Regions from separate parts of the Mus musculus genome. Here region 2 is linked to region 1. Evidence: chromatin contacts called from public HiChIP or PLAC-seq data. All regions are on one chromosome and are shown on one strand. Each heading gives the region's core, a stretch centred on a gene start, on an enhancer-like site or on the middle of the called end of the contact. The rest is flanking DNA. Distances are from core to core; before and after follow the strand shown.

What was found. HiChIP or PLAC-seq counts read pairs in DNA pulled down with a chosen protein or histone mark.
Region 2: a contact with region 1 is called in an H3K27ac HiChIP or PLAC-seq map of large pre-B cells, with 14 times the contacts expected there. The contact joins the enhancer-like site here to the promoter of Wdfy1 in region 1. A contact is called at or near these places in 10 of 39 promoter capture datasets (the 3T3-L1 cell line, the C10 cell line, the HPC-7 cell line and 6 more), 12 of 484 Hi-C or Micro-C datasets (the C10 cell line, the G1E-ER4 cell line, the HPC-7 cell line and 9 more) and 13 of 115 datasets of contacts at active chromatin or transcription factors (the 230-238 cell line, the NIH/3T3 cell line, acute myeloid leukemia and 8 more).

What each region holds. Positions count from the first base shown.
Region 1 is chr1:79,758,396-79,765,346 of GRCm38.p6, forward strand. Wdfy1 (WD repeat and FYVE domain containing 1) reads right to left here and starts at 3,374. Exons shown (of 12, transcript NM_001111279.1): 1 at 3,169-3,374. The coding sequence starts at 3,305.
Region 2 is chr1:78,698,591-78,705,541 of GRCm38.p6, forward strand. Acsl3 (acyl-CoA synthetase long-chain family member 3) reads left to right here. Exons shown (of 15, transcript NM_001033606.2): 10 at 406-578; 11 at 1,166-1,240; 12 at 2,679-2,870; 13 at 4,896-5,010; 14 at 6,644-6,801. Among named protein-coding and RNA genes, the nearest start is that of Gm38631, 18 kb to the right of the region's middle. Within about 2 kb of position 4,006, at least 95 of the 459 cell types and tissues checked have an H3K27ac peak or open chromatin away from gene starts, as enhancers often do. A contact at or near this core is called in the 230-238 cell line, the HPC-7 cell line, Th2 cells and 2 more, where this site is marked.

The DNA.
Region 1 (6,951 bases), core at 2,124-4,623:
GTCAGATCAAGTTTTAGTCCCAAAAGAGCTTCGAGAAAATGTCCATACCCAGGCACTTCTTACTTTGAAAATGTATTGAGTTTTGGAACTGCCGATCAGGGAAATGGATCGCACTGTTCTCATGAGCGGGATATGACCTTGGATATGGTAACACATACACACACACACAGAGACCAATTTTGCACTGGTAGAGAAGGGCTTTCTAAGGGTTAACTAATGCCATTTCTAAAACATAAATTCTGATCATATCATTTGCTTGTGCTTTTAGAAGTTTGTCCCTGACTGCAAACAAAATCTAGTTCCTAAGTAGGAGCATTACCAAAAATCTTTTCCAAAACTAGATACTGCCCTTTCCCAGGCCTCAGCCCTTTACTGCCATGGCCTCCCAGACCACCTTCCGCTCTGCTCACTTTAAAACATATAGAGTTCTTGACCACTTCATATTCCCTTCCGTTCTTTCCCTCTGCCTGGAAGTGGTACAAGCACCTTCCCTTCTATACGCCACTCCTTCAAGCATGAGGACCCCCGGCCCCTGCACCCCTGCAGATAGCTCTTGAATCCAGCCCAGGCAGTTTCTTCTTTCTCTGTCTTCCCAGCATCTGGGGAGCTGAGCACACAGAGCCACGTCCCTGGTAAACTGCTCAGCACTTACAAAGAGCTGTTTTAATGCCAGCTGCCTTTATAGTTATGGTGGAGACAAATGAGAGGGCATGTCTGACATAGCCTCGGCTGAATGAGGGAGACCAGTGTTCTAAGTCCTCAGGCATATATACAGGCTTCCTTAGGTCAAGGGCTATAAGGAGCAATAAATCAGAAGTTATATGAGCACAGGCACTGTGGCTTTTGATCCCTCTTTTATCCCCAGGACCTCACACCCAATAGAAATGGTGTTCTTGAATGAATGAATGAATGAATGAATGACAAGTATGATAAATAGGACAGTTTAGAGAAAGAGACCATCAAGAACAAAACTCACAGCCCACACTTGAATTAAATTCCATGAATTGTGGTACCTACAAAATACACATCAAAAGCCTTCAGTAGCAACTCCTTGGTGGCCCTATCATCTGACGGGATCCTGCAGGATAGTTGAGCAGGAGTAAAAACTGGGCTGGTCCAAGACTCCCCTGAACATCTGTGTCAAGAAGCAGCTTAGTAATCATTTTCCATAAAATCTTTATTAGCACTGTTCCTACCCAGGAAATCTCAGATATTCGGCAATGTACCCAACGTGCATGAGTCACAAATCAAATATTTTACCAAATAAAGCTGGCTGACTCTAATAAGCTGTTGTCTAAATTCTGTTTGCATCACACAAATACCACTATTCTGCTATTTGCCTGGCTTACATTCCCTTCTCTCCAGTCTCAGGTTCCCACTCTCCCCTGACCACTTCTGTTTCACACAGCCAGACAAGGATACTAGCAGTCCCACACCACCTCCAGCTCAGTTACAGGTAAACCGGAGGAACAAAACAAGCTCACTACCTGAAAACAAGGCCCCAACTAAGCTCCTTCAAAAGCCAAACACAAAGGCCCAGCCCGGAGCTGGGGGCTTCAAGTTTCCCTTTCCCATACAGGGCAGCCCTCCTTTTCACCCACACAAAAGGCTGGCCTCTGCCTCCAGCTTAGAGAGAAAGGTAGATGTGCTGGCCAAAGCCCTTCCAGTTTGGGCCTATCACTTCTTAAGACAAGTAAACTGTTTCCCTCAACCTCCTTTTTAACCCTTTAAGGTTTCAAACTTGCTACAATTTTAAAACATGGGCTATTTCTCCAATCACTTTATACTGCCTTGAGAGTCAGAGGGCAAATGACAAGTCCTGGGTTCCATGTTTCCTCAGTACTCCTGGACGACGCAGAGAAACTAGTAACACTTCGTGGTTCCGGTTCCCTCTTGAGTAAAATGAAGTCACTGGACCAAATGAATCTTTTCTGAAGTGTGGCAAGTGACCACCGGCAGAACTACATAGGAACATTGATAACGGCTTGTTTTAGTCTTGTGGTAAATGACCTTCTGTTTCCTACTTGTGGGGCTAAATTACTTGTAAATAAAATTACTTATTTGTAAATAAATTTTCCTTTTAAAATAAGTGCATCTGGACTTTTAAAGAACTAACTAATCACTTTTTGTACAAAAATCGAAAACTCTTTGGTCAGTAAGAGTTCAGATAGTTCTAGCAGCTATGGTTCAAACAAACAAACAAACAACTGACCCTGAAGCCAGGAGAAGCACAGGAAAGTATACAACCTAACCTCAGCCCCCAAACAAATTAGAAGGAAGAGGTGAATGCCCGTGGGGTTCCATGTAAGGAATAAACAGCCGCACCAGGTCCCAAGGTAATTAGCTACTAGTCCTCTGGGACTTGGAACGGTCCCAGGAGAACACAGGAACTCTGGAGCACCAGGTAAGCCCCAGCCAGGAAGACACAGGAGGCAAAGGTTGGAGCAGCACCACGGGACAGGACGGCAACGGGGGCAAGAGGCTAGCTAGAAGCTAGGACTGGAGTACCGACTCGCAGGGGTGTGCACTGGGAACCCTGGACTGCAAGCCAGCGGTGGGAACAGGGGTTCTGTCAGGATGGGGAGATGGAGGGACTAGGTCCCAGGTTAGAAGGGTGTGGCGAAGGTCCGGAACTAAAGACCTTTGAAGAAAGACTTTGGACTAGAGAGGTCGTGTGAGGTCCAGGGTCCCAGAATGGGTGGGTCCTGAGTGGGATGAGCCCTGTGGATCAGGGTCCCAGACTGGAGATGAATTGTGGAACAGGGTCCCGAGACTGGAGGGGATCTGGAGGGTTGGTCAGTGGTTTATGGTGCTATAGGACGGGGTCCAGGGACAGAAGAGTCTGTGGGTCTGGGTCGGGGTCCCGTGATAAAGGGGGCGCTGGAGAACCTGATTCCGGACTGAAAGGGCGCAGTGGGACGGTCTGGGGCTGTTGGGGTTCCCAAGACTAAAGGCGCGCGGAGGGGGATAGGTCCCAGACTAGGGGAGTAAGACAGATCCGCCTGACGGCACCAGGATCTCGGTGGACTACGGGGACGTGGGAGAGAGGGTGGCCGCTCCGTCCGGGGTGACAACAAGAAGGGAGGCAGAATCGCGGACCCCACGATCCCCACGCCTCGTGGTCGTCACCACCTCACGCCCCGGCCCCCGCGTGCTCCCAGACTCTACCTGTCCTCGCTAGCGGTGATCACGCCGTCCTCCTTGGGGATGAGCAGCGCGGCGGTGACGGCGTCCTGGTGGCCCTCTATCTTGCTCAGCAGCACCGGGCGGCTGCTCTGAGGCCTGGAGTGGATCTCCGCCGCCATGTTCGAGCCGCGGCCTCCCCCGCGGGCGGCCCATCAGCTGACCGCCGGGCGGGGACGCGCCGGTTGCTTAGGGCAACCCAGCCGCGTGTGCTCCACGCCGCCGTAAGCTCGCGAGCACTGCCGCAGATTCCCGTAGTACTTGGTGAAGCCGCACAGTTATAATTCTGTGACCCCGGAAGGAACCCTAAAAAAACAAAAACAAAAACAACAACAAAAAACAGGATCTTGGTGAAGGTTAAAAAGCCAAATAATTCTCCCGGAAACGGATTGAGCTGAGCAGTAGCAGAACACAAGCACCTGCCCCTCAAACAGTATCGCACCGCATCCACCCTAAGAAGCCATTGTTTGAAAGACACACCCCAATTTCAGGCTTGTTAAAAGGTGGAAAAAAAAAAAAAACTCACAAGCAGCTCCCCCTGGGAGCTGCGACTGGTACCATCATCCAAACGCTCATAGCCTGTGCATAATTCTACTCTATGATTGTTAACATTGTGCAAACTACCACAATGGGACACTTTTCTGTTCAGGAGATTGTGACTATCTCCCCACCCCCACCCCCAGTTACAGCTTTCTCCTCCAGTTAGAATATACAATTTTTTATTTACCTCAGCCCGCCCCTCAACACCACCATTTCCTGCCAACTTCCTGTCCGAAGAAAAGCTCTTTTTCCTTAAACCTTCTCCAAATCACCCAGCACCAACCCTTATCCTTCAGTTGCTGTGTTACCCAGATGCCAAATGGCTCCCTCTCCACGAGGCACCCTCTGCTAACACACAGCCAACCTCACTTGTCCAACTGCAGGTGAATTCCTGATGGGTTTTGGCTGGACGACACTGATAGTATGTTTTAAGGGCCATAATCGAGAAACCCAGTCAGAATTTCACACAGCTCCCTTTTCAGCCCTTCATCCCACACACGCTGTTACTACTATTACCCAAACTGCAGTACACACAAACCACGGGTTCTTGACCCACAAACCCTGAACTAAAATAACCCCTTCCTTCCTTCCTTCCTTCAGTTGCCTTTAGTCTGGTAGTTTGCTTCACAGCAGTGAAAAAGGTAACTAATCCAGCGGGAAAATTCTTACTTAGAAAGTACAAGGTTCTGAGTGTTGGGTAGCAGTTTTCTCTGAGGTTAAAAGAGTTCATCTGAGAGGGAAGCTCAGTAAGACAGAGGGTGCTCACAGGGTGTTCGAAGAGAAGGTGAAACTTTGCTGCCTCGGGGAAGCTTCTGGTGCTCCGAAAGTGAACAACTCAAAATAGCTTGAGGAAGTTCCTGAAACTGACCGGATAGTCTAGGCCCCTCCCTAAGCATGTAGAAGTATAAAAATGACTGAGAGACTGACAGATAAGCTGAGCTTCCAGCTGCGTGGGAGGAGCCCAGACTTATTTGGCTGCCTGGAAGAAATCGAGATCAGGCAAGGCCGTGCCTAGAAGAAGCAGAGGCTGGCTGTGTGTCCTAGAAGAGCACATGGCAACTGCCTAAGGATGACACTCTCCAACCTGTGAAGCTGTTTGCAGGCTGTGCATTGTGCTCCGGATTTCCAGCTTTCATGAGCTGTCACCTGTGCTCAAGTGAACTCTGGGGTGATATAACTGTCTTCTGGGTCGTTTCTGCTCCTGAAAATAACCCCTTACCTATATGCTCTTGTAAGTAACCCTGATAAAACTCACTGGTTCACCAAACTGGATTTTAGTGGCATCTCTAGAGTGTTGTTGATTCCCTATCTGGGGTACTTAGACATTTGTTCATGTGTCACAGAACACAGAATTCTAGCTACAGTAATAACAGAATCAGACAGGACAGAGAAAGGGCTGACATTCCACTGAAGAAAACAAATAATAAGTGAAATAAATTAGATCATATCCTACACTAGATAATTTCGGGTGTAGTGAAGAAAACAGAGGAACGAGAGGTAGCTCAGACAGAGTTAGAATTCGAGCTACTGGTGTGGAGAACGCATAGATGACCAGAGAGAGCCACCTTCAGTGAAGAAATATGACCACAGTCTCTAGCCTTTGGGTGCTTCCGGTTCTGCTTCAGCTGCTGATAGGCCCCAGGTGCCAGCCATGTCTTTTGTAGGACATCTTGTATTTTACAACTAATCAAGACAGAAACACAAAGATCCGACTGACCCTCAGGACACATTGCTACTCAACACTGTCTCCAGAGCTTGGCCTGAGTGGGGCTTGACCAGCCCTCTACTACTAACAATTATTCCTGCCTAATCTTGCTAGCACCCTTCCCTACACAGGTATTAGGCTCTAATATCCTGGGTGGCAACTTCTAGCTCAGTCTCTGCTTGGAGCGAATACAATCTGAGGCAGGTGACCAGGCCTCCTTGCAAAGATGTTTAAGTCAGTTAGAAGTAATGTGAAAAGGTCAAGGACCTTGATACTCTTGGAAATAAAAATTTTCAATTCCCCCAGTAACATACTGTTCTCTTCAGAGGGAGCCACTGACAATGGATCTTTAGTCAGTGATGACTCCGACCTACAGAGGATAAGTCTGGATCTGAGTCACCTCCTAGGACACTTAGCTGGAGGAGATAACAAGGCCGGAACTGAGCTGGCTTCCAAAATTCTTCATGGTCTCACCAATTATAATGAAACAAACTTAGCAACCAATCAGAATTGTACCAATGTCACTGCTTTGCCACTACTGATAATATTAGAGGTTACTTAATCCTTCTGGAAATTTCCCCTAGCCTTACATAAAAAGGGGCTTACAAGCCCCTCTAGTGGTTGCCATTTTGATGAACGGTTGACCCTTGCATGTAGAATAAACACTCTTTGCCTATGCATACTATCTGAGTCTGGTGTCTTCCTTCAGCAATTCTTGGACCCTAACAGTAAGCCCTATGGAAAGTGGGCAGAATGCTCTCCTAGACAAGGAAATAGAATATGTTTTTGCCCAGAGGTGAGCAGAGATCTGTGGTAAGAAGACAGCAACCTGTTATGCTACGGTAGGGCAGGGTGTGAGTGAGAAAGATAAGACAGACAGAATAGATAATGCTCAGCCCAGAGAACTTGTAAAGATTTTGGGTTTGATAAAATCTTGCTATATAGCCAAGATGGTTTTGAACTCACAGTCCTCCTGCCTCAGATTCCCTAGTGCTGGAATTATAGGTGTGTGCAATCATGTACAGCTACTTCTAATTTGAGCAATTGATTGATGATTGGTTTTATGTTGTACTGAGGGACAACATGTGTACATGTGGAACCAGGGCTTCACACATGTCAGTCCTGTGCACTCCCACTCACACTTATCCCCCCCTGCTTCTTCCATTTTACTTTCTGTTTGGAGACTGATGCTCCATTCATTGCCCAGGTTGTCCTGGAACCAACTCCATTCTGCAAGAAAGCCTTCAACTTACTGATCCTCCTGACTCAAAAGATGGATTAGAGGCCTCCACTACCAAGCCCGGCTTCTTCAAAAATTTAAAAGAAAGAAGAGTAGCAAGGTTGTCCCCCGGGAAGGTAATGAAATAGGTTAACTGGGAAATGATGGTAGCCTCTAAGGAGTCCAAAGATGATTAGACATCAGATGATAGACATATCTAGAAGGTGAAGCTAGTGAGATCTCTTAGACACTGTGATGGCTAGCATTTTGTCAACCTGATGTAAGCCAGAGTCATCTGAGAAGA
Region 2 (6,951 bases), core at 2,756-5,255, 1.1 Mb before region 1:
CTGCATATAACAACACTGAGAGATTAAATCCTCTTCTGTTGGTTTAATTACTTTTCTATTGGTGTAGAGAGGCACCACAGCTAAGGCAGCTTATAAAGGAAGCGTTTACTTGGAGACGTGTGTGCAGTTTCAGAGGGTTTAGTCCATGGCCTTCATGGTGGGGAGCACTGGCTGGCCTGCAGGAGCTTAGATCCTGATCCATAGGCAGCACAGAGGATGGCAATGGCACTGCTGTTTGATACCTCAGAGCCTGCTCCTTGTGGCATCCCTCCTCCTAAAGGACTATACCTACTAATCCTTCTGACACCTGGGAACCAGATATTCAAGTGTGTGAACCTGTGGGGCCCATTCGTCCAACCCACCACACTGCTTTAAAAGTCTTAAATTTTCTGTTGCTACTTTCAGCTTTGTTTTCCGGAATGTCCGAAGGCTGCTGGGTGGAAATATTCGCCTTTTACTGTGTGGTGGTGCTCCGCTTTCTGCAACAACGCAGCGATTCATGAATATCTGTTTCTGCTGTCCCGTTGGTCAGGGGTATGGACTCACAGAATCTACTGGGGCTGGAACAATTACAGAAGGTAGGTGTCGTCTGAGACCCAGGCAGCCACTCACACATGTGGACCAGTATTAATGTGAGGACATGTGGTGGGCAGAGACTCTGGGGAGTTGGAGAAGGCGTGCCTGATTGTCCAGGGACCCTGAGGTACTAAAGTGGATTCCACACTACTTGGAACTTTCCCCCAGTGCCAGAAAAGACTAAGAGAAGGGCATGCCCATCTACCTGAGTGTATCTTATGCCTTCCTGGGGGTGGGGTGGAGGTGGGTGGGTGAGAGGGCGTGGACTCTTTCTCTTAACCCTTTCGCTTAAAATGTTTTAAAATATTTTTAGTAAACCCCAAACTATGCCTCATAAACATAACAAGTACTACTTGGTACAGTCAGTTTCTGTAATAATTTAGGCTGTTAGAAAAGTTCTCTGACCAAGCAGTGTACCTGTGCCAAGCAGACATGCAGCCATGGCTCAGTTTTGTTTCTAAGATTCTCTTGCAGATGGGGGCGGGCACTGTCAGAGGTTTAGGAAGAGTCACTTTAAATCATCTAGGAAAAGGAAGCTATTGGTTGGTTAACTACACCCTTCAAATGTCTGTCTGTCTTTGCTTCGCAGTGTGGGACTACAATACCGGCAGAGTGGGAGCACCATTAGTTTGCTGTGAAATCAAATTAAAGAACTGGGAGGAAGGTAACAGCCTATTTTTAGATTGAAGTGGGAATTGTGTTCTAGTTTCTTTGGTTCCATATTTTAGAATGTAAAATTCTAAGTGCTCATTTTGTTCATTATATTACATGTGTTTTATCTAGAGCTGAACAGGTGTACTTAGCCTGCATCGATCTAAAGATAGATTATTTTTAGTGTGTGTGTGTGTGTGTGTGTGTGTGTGTGTGTGTGTGTATGTATGTTCCTGTACGTAGAGGCCAGACAGAGATCTGTCATTCCTCAGGAGCCATGTCTACCCTGGTTTCTTAGTCTGAGACTTGCGGGTTGAGCTAGGGTGGCTGGACAGCGAGCCCCCGGAATCTCACTGTTGCTATCCCTGTCTGTGGAGATGACAAGCTTATGCACCAGGCATGGCTTTTGTAAATGATTTTTGCCAATTCAACTCATGTCTCTTACTTGCACAGCAGCTCTTTACTGACTGAGCAGTCTCTCCAGTCTCTTGCTTATCATTTTCTTACAAAAATTCAAGTAAAAATGATAGCAAAAACTCGTGTTATTAAGTTAGGAGGGATGGCATGATAGCTCATTGGGTTAAGCACTTGTCTATGACCCTTAAGACCCGAGTTCAATCCTTAGAACCCATGTGGTTGTCAAATAGAATTGACTTTTACACATATGCTGTAGTTCACATGCACATGGATACACACACACACACACACACACACACACAGAGGTAGGGGGAGGAGGGAGAATAAATGTGATAAAAGAGTAGTGATAATTTAATTTTCAGAAGAAAAAAAAAATCACATTTGCTCCATGTGTATTTTTATATTTTTTTTCCTTTTCCCTGAGGGCTTTAAGCATATGTTGGAAGGAAGTAATTTTTAAAATAATTCTATTAAAAAGTTTATTGTTTATTTTATTTTGAAATAAAAAGTATTGTAAAATGTTTGTGACATATTAAGGCATGTAGGTTATTTGAATTATTGGGACATAACTTTCTAAAGGCTCTAAGGGTTTGATAAAATTTCTCAACTGTTTTTAGCAGAAGTTAGAAATATATTCAATAAATTTAAGCCCAGAGTTAAACTGAAATTATCTGAAAGAACAAATTTCTCACTATATAATAATGTGATTTTACAAAGGGGTCTGTTGTATTATTTAATATGTGACAGTACTTTTATAGTTTGATGTATAGACTGAGTAGAACCTGTATAATTATTTTACATAGTAGGTGGAGGATGCTGGGTTTTAGACTGGAATAGTAGCTTAAAAGCATGGATGTTCATTATTTAACAACTGAGAATTTGTCTCTAGCTTATTGATAATGTTTAGTTACACGGTCTAGTTTGTTTCTCTTGGAGTCTCTTAATTGGTTAAAATAAGATGTCTACACTTAGAAACTAATAGTTTAGAATATTTGTATAATACCTATATGTGTTATTTTGTGTTTATTAATTAGGTGGCTATTTTAATACTGACAAACCACATCCCAGAGGTGAAATTCTTATTGGTGGCCAAAATGTGACAATGGGGTACTACAAAAATGAAGCAAAAACAAAGACAGATTTCTTTGAAGATGAAAATGGACAGCGGTGGCTGTGCACTGGAGATATTGGAGAGTTTGACCCTGACGGCTGTCTGAAGATCATTGGTGAGTATTGCGTCCTTTTAAAAAGCTTATGTGTATGACTGTTTTGCCTCCATGTATGTATGTGTACTGCATGTATGCACGATGTCCTCGGAGGTCAGAAGAGGGTGGCCAAGTCCTCTGGAGCTGGAGTTACAGATGGTTGTGAGCCACCACCATATGGGTGCTGGGAACTGAACCCAGGTCCTCTGCCAGAGTACTACATGGTCTTAAATGTTGAGTCATCTTTTAAGCCTCTGAATTCTTTCTTGAAAGTGTTTTCCCAGATGACTTTACAAAGTGGTGCCTGTGTTTACAGAGACTGTTTTACTAGTGAAAGAGCTTATCTCTGTAATATTGAGGGGGGCTTTTATATCATTTCTGAAATATAACATTTTAAAGAGAGACTAAAGTGTTCTTAAAGCTTGGCATGTTATGAATACGGTTGCAAAAGCTGTTCAGCCACAGATTTGTGGTCATTAGTCACTCTCTACTGTTGGTGTAGGGAATGCTTGTTTTTGTTAGCTGCCTGGCTAGGTTATTGTGCAGTGCTTGTGGTCTGAACTTAGTCCTGGCTTTGCCCAGGAAAACCAAGGAAAGCCTGGCAAGTCAAGTACTGTGACCTACAAGGCAAAACACCTTTCGTGCTTCTGCTGCAGTTTGTTCAGCTTCAGTAGTGCCAGATGCATCCTGGGGTTATTCGGGGCTTCCTGGGAGACACAAGCAAGCATCTGCTTACCCCACATAGGGGACAGATGACAGACTAAATGCTGGTGCCACCAGCGTCCAACTTGGTGAACTAGTGAGTGTCACTGGAGTTCCTTATGGAGTGAGTGCAGGTGAGCAGGAATGACTAGAGACAGATGCAGCAGCAGCGAAAGTCCACCCCAGCATGGGTGAGAGCCCACAGAAGCTGGCGTCCTGGAGCGTCCTGCTTGACCTTGCTGGCAGCTTGACAAGGTGAAGCAGTCTCTTCTTGGCAGCCCAGTTGGTCTGAGCATCCTCTGGGCAGCTTGCTTGGTTTATTTGACAGTGTCTCTTAGAAGTCTTTACTGCTTGTGCAAGCTTGAGGAGGGAGGAGTCGAGTGCGTCTGGTGAGCGTCAGGGACTTCTAGTGTACTGGTTCTCAACCTTACTATGCTGCAACAGAGAACTGCTGTCCTAGGGCTTCTGAGTCATTTCCTCAGTGGGCCTCCTGTTTTTATGACATGTGGATCTTGCGGCGCTTCCCTGCAGGTTAGAAAGTTTCATTGAGAGTTTTGTCCTGTAGGAAATTGTTGACAACACCTGGTCTTGATACCCTGAAGGCCAAAAGGAGCTGAGGCTTCCCGACCTCTGCTCCACATCCTGTCTCACTGAGAAAGGCAGACGGCTTCCAAAGCATCGTCTGCCTCTCTGCACATTTGCGGGTCAGGCCTAGGCCTGTGCCACCCTATCTATCATAAGGATCTCCGCTGTGCTGCTGCACACCTCTCCAAACCTTTCCACTTCCAGTGTGTAATGACGACACCTCATAGTTCTAAGAAACCTTTAATAGCTGCTAGGGGTTGTGTTCAGGGAGCCTCTATCACCCAGCTGCCATTCACCTCCCACCTCTTGAATTGTTTCCTTCCTCTTTATGCTTCAGTGTTTGAGTTGACACAGCTCCGGTCAATAAAAGTCACTTCAGGCCCCACTTGCAAGGATTCCTTCCCAGCCCACAAGTTGGCTGTGTTGTGTGGGTGCTGTGTTTCTGTTCCTCTTTCCTGGTGTGCCTTTGCCCATTGCAGTGCAAAGCTGCTTTCCCTCTGCACTAGTGAGTGTCAGGAGCGCAGCAGCTCAGCAGAATATATTCAAGCCATAAGGATGATGTCCCTTAAGTACAATATTTTCCACAAGAGAATTTACTTAATTGTAAAAGATTAGGGTCTGACTTTATTGTATAATCTCAACTTTAGGGCAGCCATCCATGCTTAGTTGAGAAAAGTTTTAAATGACTTGGTGAGAGTATTCCTATGTGCTTAAGGTGTTAATGACTGTTCTCAATATTTCTGCCTTTGCCCTTTGCAGACCGTAAAAAGGACCTTGTGAAACTACAGGCAGGAGAGTACGTTTCTCTCGGGAAAGTAGAGGCAGCTTTGAAGAACCTCCCACTGATAGATAACATTTGTGCGTATGCAAACAGGTGAGCTCCTGGAGTCTGGGCTGCGGTCTAGAAGTTGGCAGGTGTGCCGTGAGCAGTTGCAGCCGTGTGCTGCGGTATAAAAGTTGGTGGGTGTGCTGGGTGTGCCGTGAGCAGTCGAAGCCCCTGTGGGGCCACCACCTCCTCTGCATAGCTAGTGAGCCGGAACTTCCTGGGATGCTCTCCTCTGTAAGTGTCCTGAGTGACAGAGTTGGGGAAATAAGTTCTTATGCTGCCTCAGTACCTCTGCACAGGGAGGCTTTGCAGACCCAGTCAGCTGCAAGGGCATAAGTAGTAGCTCCCTACAGTCCTCTCTTCTGTCCTGACCTGCAGCTTGGCCATGCTTCCTGCTGGCCTGGCTCACCACAACCTCACAGCCCAGGATATCATAGGCAGCAGGGAATGGAAGTGTAAATTTAGAAGCCTAGAGGTGTATTGGGAACTGATGGAATCTGAGATTAGACCTGACTGCATTTCTGTAATAGTAAGTGAAGTAACTTAATCGTATGACCAGTAATCACAGTCACATGTCTGTGCACAAGGCTAGTAACCTGTCTGTAGCAGCTGACATAGTCATGGGTGTCGTAGGACAATCAACTTAGAAGAGGACTTTGGGCTGCATCCTGGGAGGTAGAGCTTCCGGTGGAATAGTTGTCTTCTGAAATAATTAGAACCAGAAATGTTTCAGAGACTGGATTTTGTTGTTTTGTGAGTTCTCGCTATATAGTCCTGGCTGTCCTGGAACTCACTCTGGACTGGGCCACCCTTGAACTACCTGCCTCTGCCTCCCAAGTGCCGCTGGAATTAAAGGCATGCAACTATTATGTCCTTTCTAAGATGGTGGGATTTTTGAAATATGTGCTTAGACTCGACCAGTTAGCACCCTGTACATGGACGCATCAGTGACTGCGCTTTAAAAAGCCATTTGTTTTCTTCAGCTTTGCTCTAGAGATGGGTTTTATTTACTTAAGAATAACTCCAAGTGTCCTTTTCTTGTCACGGTGCTGTCATTTCCTCAGGGTTAGGCTGGTCCTGAATTCATGGCAATCCTCCTGCCTGTCTATTGTGGGGTCCACAGGCTCTCTGTCCAGCAATTATGCTGTTCTGCATTTCTCAAAATAGTGCCTGTCTTTGTGCATACTAAGTTCCTTTGATGATACAATTCTTCCAATAGCATTGTTACAGGCTACCCTTGAACTTAAGACATCCGTCTGCCTTCTGAGTGCTGGGATTAAACCTGGCTCATCACATGATTTAAACTTGCTGCTACAATTCTGTAGAAAGATAGTTTACAGGTTTTACTCTTCTTACCTCGATTCCACGAATTTACTAATCATTTCAAAGATAAATGAAAAAATGAAAACGTTCTTTAAAAGTGTATATTTCTACTTATAGTAGTTAGACACTTAGAATTTCTCAGGTTGCGGTTTGTTTGCAATGAACTCTGCCAGAGCTCTCAAATGTACTGTGACTAAGTGGTCAGAGGCATTGCATGAGATAAATATGACATGTGATTTTTATGGATGTTTGTGGGTTTTCCAGTAATAAAGAGTTGGCTATAGAGTGCTAAGACGATTAGTAAGCGCAGTACGTGTTAACTTTGGTCCTTGACTAAGTTATCCTTTGTGTGTTTCAGCTACCATTCTTACGTAATTGGGTTTGTTGTGCCAAATCAAAAGGAACTTACAGAGCTAGCTAGAACAAAAGGATTTAAAGGAACTTGGGAAGAGCTGTGTAACAGCAGCGAGATGGAAAATGAGGTCCTTAAAGTGCTTTCTGAAGCTGCTATTTCAGGTGAGTATGCTGGCAAGCCAGTCCATAGAAGTGAGATGGAAAAAATGTCCTCGTCTATGAAACAGTTAGCTTAAAAGGGCTGGAATGCATCCATTCCTGCCTGTAAACGGTTTCCACCGTGCAAGCCCTTCTGTAGAGCATGCAGTATCT